3 separate regions of the Arachis hypogaea genome follow, and regions 1 and 3 are each linked to region 2. The links are chromatin contacts, called in public Hi-C maps. All regions are on one chromosome and are shown on one strand. Each heading gives the region's core, a stretch centred on a gene start, on an enhancer-like site or on the middle of the called end of the contact. The rest is flanking DNA. Distances are from core to core; before and after follow the strand shown. Region 1 holds the start of LOC112790694 (inactive protein kinase SELMODRAFT_444075). Region 2 holds the start of LOC112790696 (protein NDL1). Region 3 holds the start of LOC140183510.

Region 1 (3,528 bases), core at 454-2,953, 130 kb after region 2:
CTTTCGAAGGGTCGAAGGTGCTGCAGCAGTTGATCGAAGAAAAAGGAAGCTTTCTTTTCGGAACAGAGTGTGTAAGTGAGAAAGTTTTCAGAAACGAAACAAGGAAAGAGAGGAAAAAGTATTTATAAGCACGTTAGGGGCATAAAGGTAAAACGACGCAACCATTTAAGAAGTTGCATCGTTACCAAGGTAACCGCCCCCGCGTATGAATACTCAAACCTCTAAGAGACGCGACGTTTGATTAGACGCGACTGTTGAAAGCTTTCAAAAACACGTCGGTTCTGAAAAATCACGTCGGTTCCCCATCAAGTCAGCTACGGTCCCGAGTTATAATACTCGACCCCAACTCTTAAGAGAAATTGGGCTCGAGTAGGAGCACTGTTCATACCCTGGCCCAACGCTAAGGCACAGGTCCAAATGACAAGCCCAACCCACAAGGTTGAGCCTCACAGTATACCGACCTTCCTCTAAGAAGTCGGTGCTCCCCACGACTTGCTCCAACAAAGTCGGAAGCAGAGATTAGCTGGCAGATAATAACTGTCTCTAAAATCTCTCAATCCACTTCCAAGAGCTATATTGTAACCTCCCTAAGATAAAGGGACGGTTATCCACCCTAAAAGGTGGAACTATTCCAACGGTGGTTATTGGTTCACCACTATAAATACACTGACACCCCTCACGTATCTCTAAGTCTCAATACTCTCTAGACCTGCTCACACCCTTGCTGACTTAGGCATCGGAGTGTCTTTGCAGGTACCACTCCCCATTCTCTCACACTCGCGAGTCGGACGGAGGCCACAAAGGTGCGAACTCGTTCGAAGGCTTCCTTTCTCAGACGATTGGGCCAACTTACCGAGTCCAGCCCATTAATTTCCGATTACCCAACGTAACAATCAGCATGTCACACCCTTCGAGACGTAAGTGAGTGAATGATTTCTAGGTTAAACCTATGCGTAAGCTCTTGATGATATTACTGATAAAGTGATAACTAATTATTATGGCTAACATAATTACACGAGACACGAGATTCTTATAATAATGTCACTGATTTCTATATAACACTAATATTTACAAATCTAGCTTTTATATAAAAATAAAAAATCAAAATTGTTTCTCTTTTGTGTTACAAGTTCTGCGACTTTCAATATCCATTCCCCTCGGTTCAAGCGACATATAGTTCACACAGCTCATCACCTTTTTATTCTCAAATTAATATCAACTTTTTATACTGATAAGGAGATAAGTTTTTTGTTAATAAAACTTCCTTTTAATTTGTTCAAAGTTTTTTATTTTTTACAAGCAACAGAGCGTAATCGTCCATCAACAGTGTTCAAAGTTATTGCCAGTAAATCTTTTTTGGCTAAAATTACATTATGAGTATATTAAAAAATTTTAATTATTTATTTTTTATAAAATTTTTCTCTATGAAAATGTATTTTAACTATCCTAATGATAATGATAAAGTAACTACTATACTCCGTAATCTTTTGAAGTTAGAGAATAATTTTTTTTCGTATATTATTACATAATAGGTATATTCTATATATTTTTGGCACATGAAATAATCATATATTTAACAATTTAACACATAGGTAAATGTTGTATAAAAATAATATTTTGGAATACTTATTAAATATAATATTTTTATATTCAAATAAAATAAAAAAAATTTCAATATATACAACTAAATTTATTTTGCAGTAATAATTGTAATGCATGTGGGATCCTAAGGAAGGCACTGAAATCAGCGGTTAATCTGACTCAATTGAGTTTTGGGATCAGTCGAAGAGGCACAGGATTTAGTTATAGTGTCTCACATACAATTGTCCCTTTCTTCGTGTCATCATTTGCTTGAGATTATCCTTCATTTCTACATTTTTTTTATTGTTATTGTTATTGTTATTTTTGTCTTAACCGCTTTCTCCTCTTTCTTCTGAGTCACAAACATTGTTCAGAAAACTGTTACAGGAAAATGCCAAGAAGAAGAAGATGATGGGGTTCCCCGGCTTCAAGCTTGCCTCACCTGAACCCATTTTCTCTTTCAACTCTCAAATTGCATACCCTCCTCATCAAGGATTCAAGATTCAAGAAATTACTTCTCTTCTTGTGCATGTGCTTTGTGCTGAACCCAACCTGGCTTTTCACGTGCTCATGCTTTAACTGAAGTCTCCTTGAAGTTTGTGTCAGTAACTGAGTATTTAGTATTTCTTGTGGTTCCGAGGATGTTGTCACCCTTATGCAAAGTCGTGATCTTGAACCCGAATTCAGTTTTCTAGTGTTTGTGATGGGAACATTGAGATTGGGGGGCTTTTGGTAACTTCAATTTTTGGCAGAGTTTGGAACTTTGAGATGAGCAGCAAAAAGGAAAGTTATGAAGAAGTAGAAGAAGAAGAAGAAGAAGAGATGGTGAGTGGGAAAGTGGTAGTTGTTGCAGTTAAAGCTTCAAGAGAAATTTCAAGAACTGCTTTGGTTTGGGCATTGACTCATGTTGTTCAACCAGGGGATTCCATTAAGCTGTTAGTTGTCATTCCTTTTCTCTCCTCAGGTGTTCATTCCACTCTCAATCTTGCTTTTACTCATTTTGATTTAATAAGAATCATGATTTGTGATCTTTACATTTTCAGGCAAGAGGAATTGGGGATTCTCAAGATTTACCAGTGATTGTACCACTAGTAACTGGAGATCCCACTTAGGAAGCGCTTCAGATCAGAAAGAAATTATTACGAGTTCCTGTTCCCAATTGGTGCTTCAACTACATGAGTTATATGATCCAGACAAGGTTGGTACATAACACTGTGTTTGTCTTTCTAATGCTTAGTATTCAGGTTTTCAAATCTGCCAAAAATGTTTATACAGATAAAGATCAGCGTCAAGATTCTTTCGAGTTCTTTATGTGGAGCAGTTGCCATTGAAGCCAAGAGAGTCCACTCAAGCTGGGTTATATTGGACAAGTAATATATATTTCACATTATGTTTTTGTTTTGTGTGTTTCATGTTGTCTATTGATTAATCCGTGATTGCAGAAAATTGAAACAAGAAAAGAAGTGCTGCATGGAGCAGCTGCATTGCAATATTGTAAGTATGAAGCGATCAAGGGCAAAGATTCTGCGCTTGAATTTGAACAGTTCACCGAAGATGGAACTTAATGATGGGGGGTGTTCATTGTCATTGGAGCTGAGTGCATATGCAAAACAAAATCCAGACACAATTAGAGGTCCTGCTGTTACTCCAGCTAGTAGTCCTGAGCAAGGATCGCCGCTATTGACTGCAACTGATATTGGTACCTCATCACTATCGAGCTCAGATCCTAGCACTTCACCATTTTTCCAGAGTGATATTTATGAAAGGCGAAGGCACGAGGGACTGAAAAATCTGGAGTATATTGAATCTGACTCGGAGAGTGAAAAGCTAAGTTTATCTTCAAAAAGTTCATATATTCAGCCCTGGATTGCCAATGTGATTTGTCTTGATGGTGAGGACAGTATGCAAAGGTTGGGCGATCAAGACCCTGTCTTAGGAGTGCTTAAT
Region 2 (3,343 bases), core at 494-2,993:
TTAAAGAATACACATATGCACTCACAATTTAGTGCTAGGTCTGGATAAGTGATCAGAGCTGGTTTCTCAGGATCCCCATAGACTATAACAGACACAGAACCACAACCAGTTCGAATGTGATGCTCCTGAAATGATAAACCAATATGATTTGTAACCAAAATACAGGCAAAAAGAAGAAAGAGGCAACAGAACCAAAGTTAGAAAACTGAGGAATGAACAAAAGAAACCACCTCCTAAGCAAAGGATATCCCTTATTTTGAGTTATGCAAAGATTCTAAATCAACGTTTTTTCCAAACTGTTTGTTCCCTAACATTGCCCCTTAATAGGACAACCAAACTAACAAGCAACAATACCACATTAGTATCACTGACCAATATGATGAATTAAATAAATAAGCCATTCCATATTCCAGCCATTGAGTGCTTCAGAAAGACAACAAAGTCAAGGTAATTAAAAACAGGATACTGTCTTAGGCTGTTTAAAAGGATAAGGATGACTATAAAGTAAAAACTCATCCAATAACTCAAATAATAAGGAAAAGGAAAACAAGAAAGCGTAAAATTTCCCAATGGAAAAGAAAAGCAATAGCGTTGCAACTTAAACTTAGGATGGAGGTACAAAAGAATATGTGAGAAATAAGGAATGAGCAGATCCGCTAGTTGTTATGTTCAAAATTTCCAATTGACTCAGCGAAACAAATACGTTCCAAGAAAGACCGTGTAGAAAGAAATCAAGAACGATAAACAAAAAGGAAAAAGAAAATAAGCCAATCCCATAAAATTTTCCAAGTAAAAACAAACAAGTCAAGAAACTTTCTTGCGCAACTAAAATATTCCGCAATGCAAAATAAGAACCTACGGCTAAAACAATAAAGAAAGGAGAATCCCATTGACTGAAACTTTCCTTCGACTTCTAAACATATTCCCTTTACGTTCAGCAATGGCGCAAACCAAACACAAAACAAATAAAATTGGAACCCATTAATTAATCACCCAATTGACAAGTACTTGAAATTGATCAACTTGTATCTCCCCCCTCCCCTCCTCCCCACCCCACCCCCCCCCCCCAAAAAAAAAACTTCAACCTTTAAACCCCAACAAAGAAAATCAAGAAAATAGGAAAAATGGTAAAGCATTGAATGGAACCTTTCCACCGAGGTAGATCTTCTCCATGTCGAGTGAAACGGAATCACTGGATTCTGCCATGGCCGTAGCTCTGGTCTGCTGATTCTACCGTTGTTGTTCTTGTTCTTGCTGTATATGGAAGCCCCCTGAACTCCAAAGAAGCCTCCACCAACCACCGAAGTTTGAGAAAATTATAGACCTCTCTCTGTCTCTCTTCTTCTCTCTAATATGTATCTTTATTTGTTTATGCCTTCAATGGCTTATATACCAAGCCAATTCTATTCCAATTTCTCCCACACTCTCTTATTTTCGTGTTTGTGAAATCCACAAACATAAACTAAACAAAACAAAACATAACGTTTATGTTTTTCGTTTGTTTATTATATTTACGATTTTACCCACCCTACCGGCACCGACGCTTAAAACCCAACAGAATTTTAACCGCGCCTAGAAACGACGCCGTTTTTTGGGTCTTGAAAACGATTTCACTAAAATTAGAATAACCAAGATCTATGGGGCTCGTAATTCACGGGTTCCTTTTTACTCTTTTTTCGTCTCTGACCAGAAAAAAGGGCGAAGTTTTTATGACTTGACACTGCCTATTGTTTCCGTTGGCCCCAAAATTTTCTCCCTTTGACTCTCTTTCTATACATGGCGTTCTCCCATTGGCCCACTTTTCTTTTCTCCCTCTAAAAAATTAATTAATAATTAATTAATTTAACATTTGTTTTGTAGTTTATGTAATTTAGCCACATTTTAGACGTGGACACATTTGTAGGAGGGGGACCTTAGAAGTTAAAAAATGGTGGGTTGCTTGCCTTTCATTTGACTCCAATCATTAATCATTAATCATTAATCATCTTCCGCCACATTTCTTTTGCCCTTTTCCTATTTATTAATTCCTTCTTATATATTTAATATATATTCTTTTGTTCACGTCTTTATTCTTTACCAAACCGATGGTAATAAATAAATTGAAAGAAGTCATCACTAAATATTTGCATTGGCGTTTAACAAAATGTACTAATGTAACAAGTGTTGATTCCATGTTTAAATACATTTCCATGTATATATTCTGAAAACTACGTTCACTACTTTATCCTATATATAATAATGAAGACAAATATATGAATCAATTAACAAGAATTTTTTGCTCTTATTATAACGTACTAGTGGTTGTACCTTTTTTACTGTCTTTCTATATTTTTTAAAGTTTAATTATTATATATTAATAATTAAAAATTAGATTATTTAATAAGATGTATATATTTAATTTGTTAAATTTTCAAAATATTTGATAATATAAGTGAATGATGATTAGAATTAGATATAGAAATAGAATAAATTAATATGAAACTCTTTCAAAGAATATATGTATTTGAAAAAAAAAAAAGAAAAGGTGTCCTAATATAAAGAAAAGTTGATTGAAGTATTTTTACCATATTAACTATGACTAATAACAAAGTCTTAAATTTTATATCTCAATTAAAAAGAGAACTTATTGGAAATAAAGTTTAAATACACCAAAATTTTGAGATAGTTATAAAAATGTATTTGTATTATAATATGTATAAATAAACAGGGAGTCAAAATAATAAAAAAATACATAATTATTGAATAAATAATTAAATTAGTTCTTGAAAGATTATTTGTTCTCTAAATTAGTCTTTAAATTTTTTTTTATCAAATTTGTCTTTTAAATATTTTACATTAGTCATGTTAGTAGTCTCTTTAATTTGTCATTTCCGTTGTTAATGGCATAAGAGTTTGTTGATGTGACACGTTATGTGACACTACAACACATATTTAATAGTGTTAATTAGGAGCTAATATAATAAATTTATGAAATTAGATCAAATCAATGCCAAATTGAGGAATTCTAATGCCTCAATGTCTTCCTTAATTAGGTTTTGATTTGATCTAATTTCATAAATTTATTATGTTAGCAGTCAATTAAAATTTTTAAGTGTGTGTTGTAGTATCATTTAACGTGTAATATTAATAAATTTTGGCGCCGTCAACAAATAAAGTGACCGAATGACCAATGTGATTAACTTAAAATCTTTGAAGGACAAATTAAATTTGAGTAAAAAATTTTTTGATGACCATTTTAAAAAGGGGCTTGCTACACATTCATGTAACCATGTAACCAAGTTGGCCCAAACCAAAAACAAATAACGTGCTTCCAAAACCCAGATACAACAACGAGTTAGCAATT
Region 3 (3,238 bases), core at 678-3,177, 250 kb after region 2:
ACTGTGGCCGGTTTAATTCGCTTACACAGATTAATAAGTTCAGAAATTGTCGAGGCGGCCATAAGTCCTCGACAATTCCAACTTACAATACTCATGGCTGAGGGTCGGGCATGATTCGGCCCGCCTCCTCAGCCATAGTATTGTCCCATGCCATAGGTTCTCCTCCTATATTTCTAGTGTTTACCAGCTTGTTTTTTCCTCCCCCTCCAGGTCTTCATCCTTTTAGTAGCTTGCTTCTCGCTCTTTGCTAGCACCTTATCCCATTCAACATTAATCATCTGGAGCATCTTCTTGTCTTCTCTTTTTTTTTTCAGGTTCAATCCCATCTCCATACATTTTGCTAATTCTATCTCCCATTTTGTTGACTCCTTTTGTTCCTGCTCTTCCATATTCTCCTCTGCATCTTCATCACTAGCCAGCTCTACAAAATATTGTTCTCCTTCCACCGATTTCAGGACATGTGTATTCTTCTCCTTTTTTGCCTTCTCCTCTTGCCTACTATATGTATTGGTCCCCCACTGCTCTGTATACGGAGTATCTTTCTCCTTAGCAGGCTTCCCCTGTTCCCTTGATGTATCTTCATTCATAGCTATAATAATATCCGTGTGTTTTTTTAAGGCCGCCCCTAAAGTGACATTTAAAACTGGATGATCTGTTTCCTTTTCTTCTATTCTCCCAGCCTTATTGTTTTCAAAACGTATTGGACCCATTAATATATTTTGCTGGTAAAGCCCATTGCTATTCTGATTGGTGGCATCTCCTATAGACACCTCATTTGGGTTTTCACATTGGGCTTTTTTATAACCCCATACCTCCCTCTTTGATCCACTAGGCTCCTCCTTTTTGTTTTCTTCTCTTATCCCTAAACCATTTAAAATATAATTCTGTGTTTCTGCAGCTGTCCCATCTCTATCTGCCCCGAAATCCTTCCATTTCTGATTTTCAGGGATTCTGTTACACCATTCTTTCTCTACAACAGCCTCATTCTCACCTAATACTCCTGCCTCCTGCATCCCCTTACTAACACCTCCACTCCCCATACCCTCCGTACTACCAACCCCATTTCTTTCTGATTCTGGTTTTTCCATACCCCCTCTCCCCCTTACGCTCTTGCCACGCGTCTCCTCATCTTCCTCGTGCCCCTCTTTCCAACCATCCCTGAACCTTCTTCTTTCTTGATTTTTCAAAGCTTTAGCTTGAGGCACCCCCAATCCTTTGGTGAACCTTGGTTTACTTGAATCCTAGCTTGCCATAACTTTTTGATTCTTGCCTTCCATCGCTCTATGCCCCAATCTTCCACAGTTGAGACAGTAATGGTCTTGTATCCTTTCATATTTAAAGTGGATCCAAGCATTCGGCAGATCGTCTCTTTCAAGATAAAACCCTGTGGGGAGGGGTTCAGTAACATCCAGAGCTACCTTAACTCTTAAGAAGGTTCTCATCAGTTTAGTATCTCTCCATGGATCCTCCACCTCTGAAACTAACCCCATCATGTCTCCTATGACTTTTGTTGTATCCCTTTCCAGTAACTCTAAAGGCACCACATGAATCTGTACCCAAAAATCCATAAAATCGTTCTTGACTTCAAATACTGACTGGCCCTTCATCCATTCTTGTAGGTTCAGCAAATACCCTTTAATACTCCACGACCCACCGTTAAGCGCCTGCTTGCCTTTTTTCTTGTCTTTGAAACTGAACAGGAGCATATTTCTTCCAATTTCTGAGATAACTAGTCCCACAGGATTGCCCCATATCCCCAAAATAGCATTCCTGCAAGCTTTCAAATTCATCTCTTTCTCAGTTATGAATTTTCCAATGAAATTCAGACAATCTTCCTTGAAGCTATGTTGTACATGCTTTTCTATTCTGATTGTTTTGCTTTCTATACTCTCCGTAGCTTCAACTTCTCTGACTTCCATATATGACATTGTTTTTACTCTGTGCAGACTAACAATACAACTAAAGTGTGTTATTCATCGTTGGTGAGTGTTGATGAAGCTCCCTAAAGGAGAAACTCCTCTTAAAGGACTAGAACCAGACGTTTCTACAGTTGACTCTCCTAATACGAGAGAGATGTCTCTCCAGATGAGAGAAAAATTCGGTTATGTGTAATTCACTTTAATAAGACAAACCCAAAGTTTGATTCTATGAGATTTTCTTTATGCATAGCCCGAAAAGAAAAAGCAATTTTGGTTTCGTACATTTTTTAAAAAAAATTAATTAATAAAATAAAAAAAATCAGTTTCTTTAGGAAGCTTAGATCATCATTTCGTCCAATCCTACAAGCCCATATCCAGTCCGCTTCCTTTATCTCTATCGGGTCTTTGAAGCCCATATCCAGTTCTTTCAACTCATCAAACCCATATCCAGTTGGTTTTATTTATTTTCTGTCATGTCATAAATGCCCATATCCAGTTCTCTCGACCCATTCTTTTTCAATTGATCAAGGCCATATCCAGCTAGTTAAGGTCCGTCTCTTGTCATCAAGCCCATATCCAGTCGGCTAAATTCATTTTGTATTTGGTTATTAAAGGTCATATCCAGTTAGCTCAGACCCATTTCTTTCAAGTCATCAAATCCATATCCAGTTGGTTTCATTTATTTTCTTTCAGGTCACAGATGCCCATATCAAGTTGGCTCAGACCCATTGTTTTTCAATTCGTCAAGCCCATATCTAGTTTGTTTCAATTATTTTCTGTCGAGTCGATGATGTCCATGTCCATTTTAGTACTTACCCATTTCTTTCAAATCAAGCAGTTTATATCAAGTTAGGTTTCGGCCATTTCTTTTAAATAATTGTCTTGCAAGTTATCAAGTACATGTTTCAATTACCTTTGTTTTATTTGTTTGAATCTTTAAAAAATGAAAAGTATGCATTTGCTTCATTTCATTTGGCTCTTACCAGTTTATCTCCATATATCATCATTTGCATAATTACATTCCATTTCTATCTTTCATCTTTTCGATCAAACAAAATAATATTCATTTTTCTTTACTCATTTCTTAATTTGAAAAGATATAAATAATTGTTTATTCTTTTTATCAAATAAGTAATGAATAAAGAGGGATAGCTGTGAATACCGTATTTTGTCCGACACAATAATATCTTCAAAAACAAATCTTGTACCAATAAATAATCAAGTTGGTGTTTATTATGCTCGATAAAAAGAATGACAATAAAGGTTCATAAAAATTTTATTTCATTAATAATGTACATATTTATTTTCCAATAGGGTTT

The links. Hi-C and Micro-C count contacts between places; a contact is called where the count stands out from the background.
Region 1: a Hi-C map of leaf shows a contact between it and region 2, with 3 times the contacts expected there. The contact joins the promoter of LOC112790694 here to the promoter of LOC112790696 in region 2. A contact is called at or near these places in 2 of 8 Hi-C or Micro-C datasets (both in leaf).
Region 3: a contact with region 2 is called in a Hi-C map of an unstated tissue, with 10 times the contacts expected there. The contact joins the promoter of LOC140183510 here to the promoter of LOC112790696 in region 2. A contact is called at or near these places in 2 of 8 Hi-C or Micro-C datasets (leaf and an unstated tissue).

What each region holds. Positions count from the first base shown.
Region 1 is chr3:78,385,488-78,389,015 of arahy.Tifrunner.gnm2.J5K5, forward strand. It overlaps LOC112790694 (inactive protein kinase SELMODRAFT_444075), which reads left to right and starts at 1,704. Exons shown (of 9, transcript XM_025833221.3): 1 at 1,704-2,545; 2 at 2,625-2,779; 3 at 2,857-2,951; 4 at 3,024-3,528. The coding sequence starts at 2,350.
Region 2 is chr3:78,255,392-78,258,734 of arahy.Tifrunner.gnm2.J5K5, forward strand. LOC112790696 (protein NDL1) reads right to left here and starts at 1,744. Exons shown (of 10, transcript XM_025833223.3): 1 at 1,147-1,744; 2 at 26-125. The coding sequence starts at 1,206.
Region 3 is chr3:78,508,301-78,511,538 of arahy.Tifrunner.gnm2.J5K5, forward strand. It overlaps LOC140183510, which reads right to left and starts at 1,928. Exons shown (of 1, transcript XM_072231959.1): 1 at 1,242-1,928. The coding sequence starts at 1,928. The coding sequence ends at 1,242.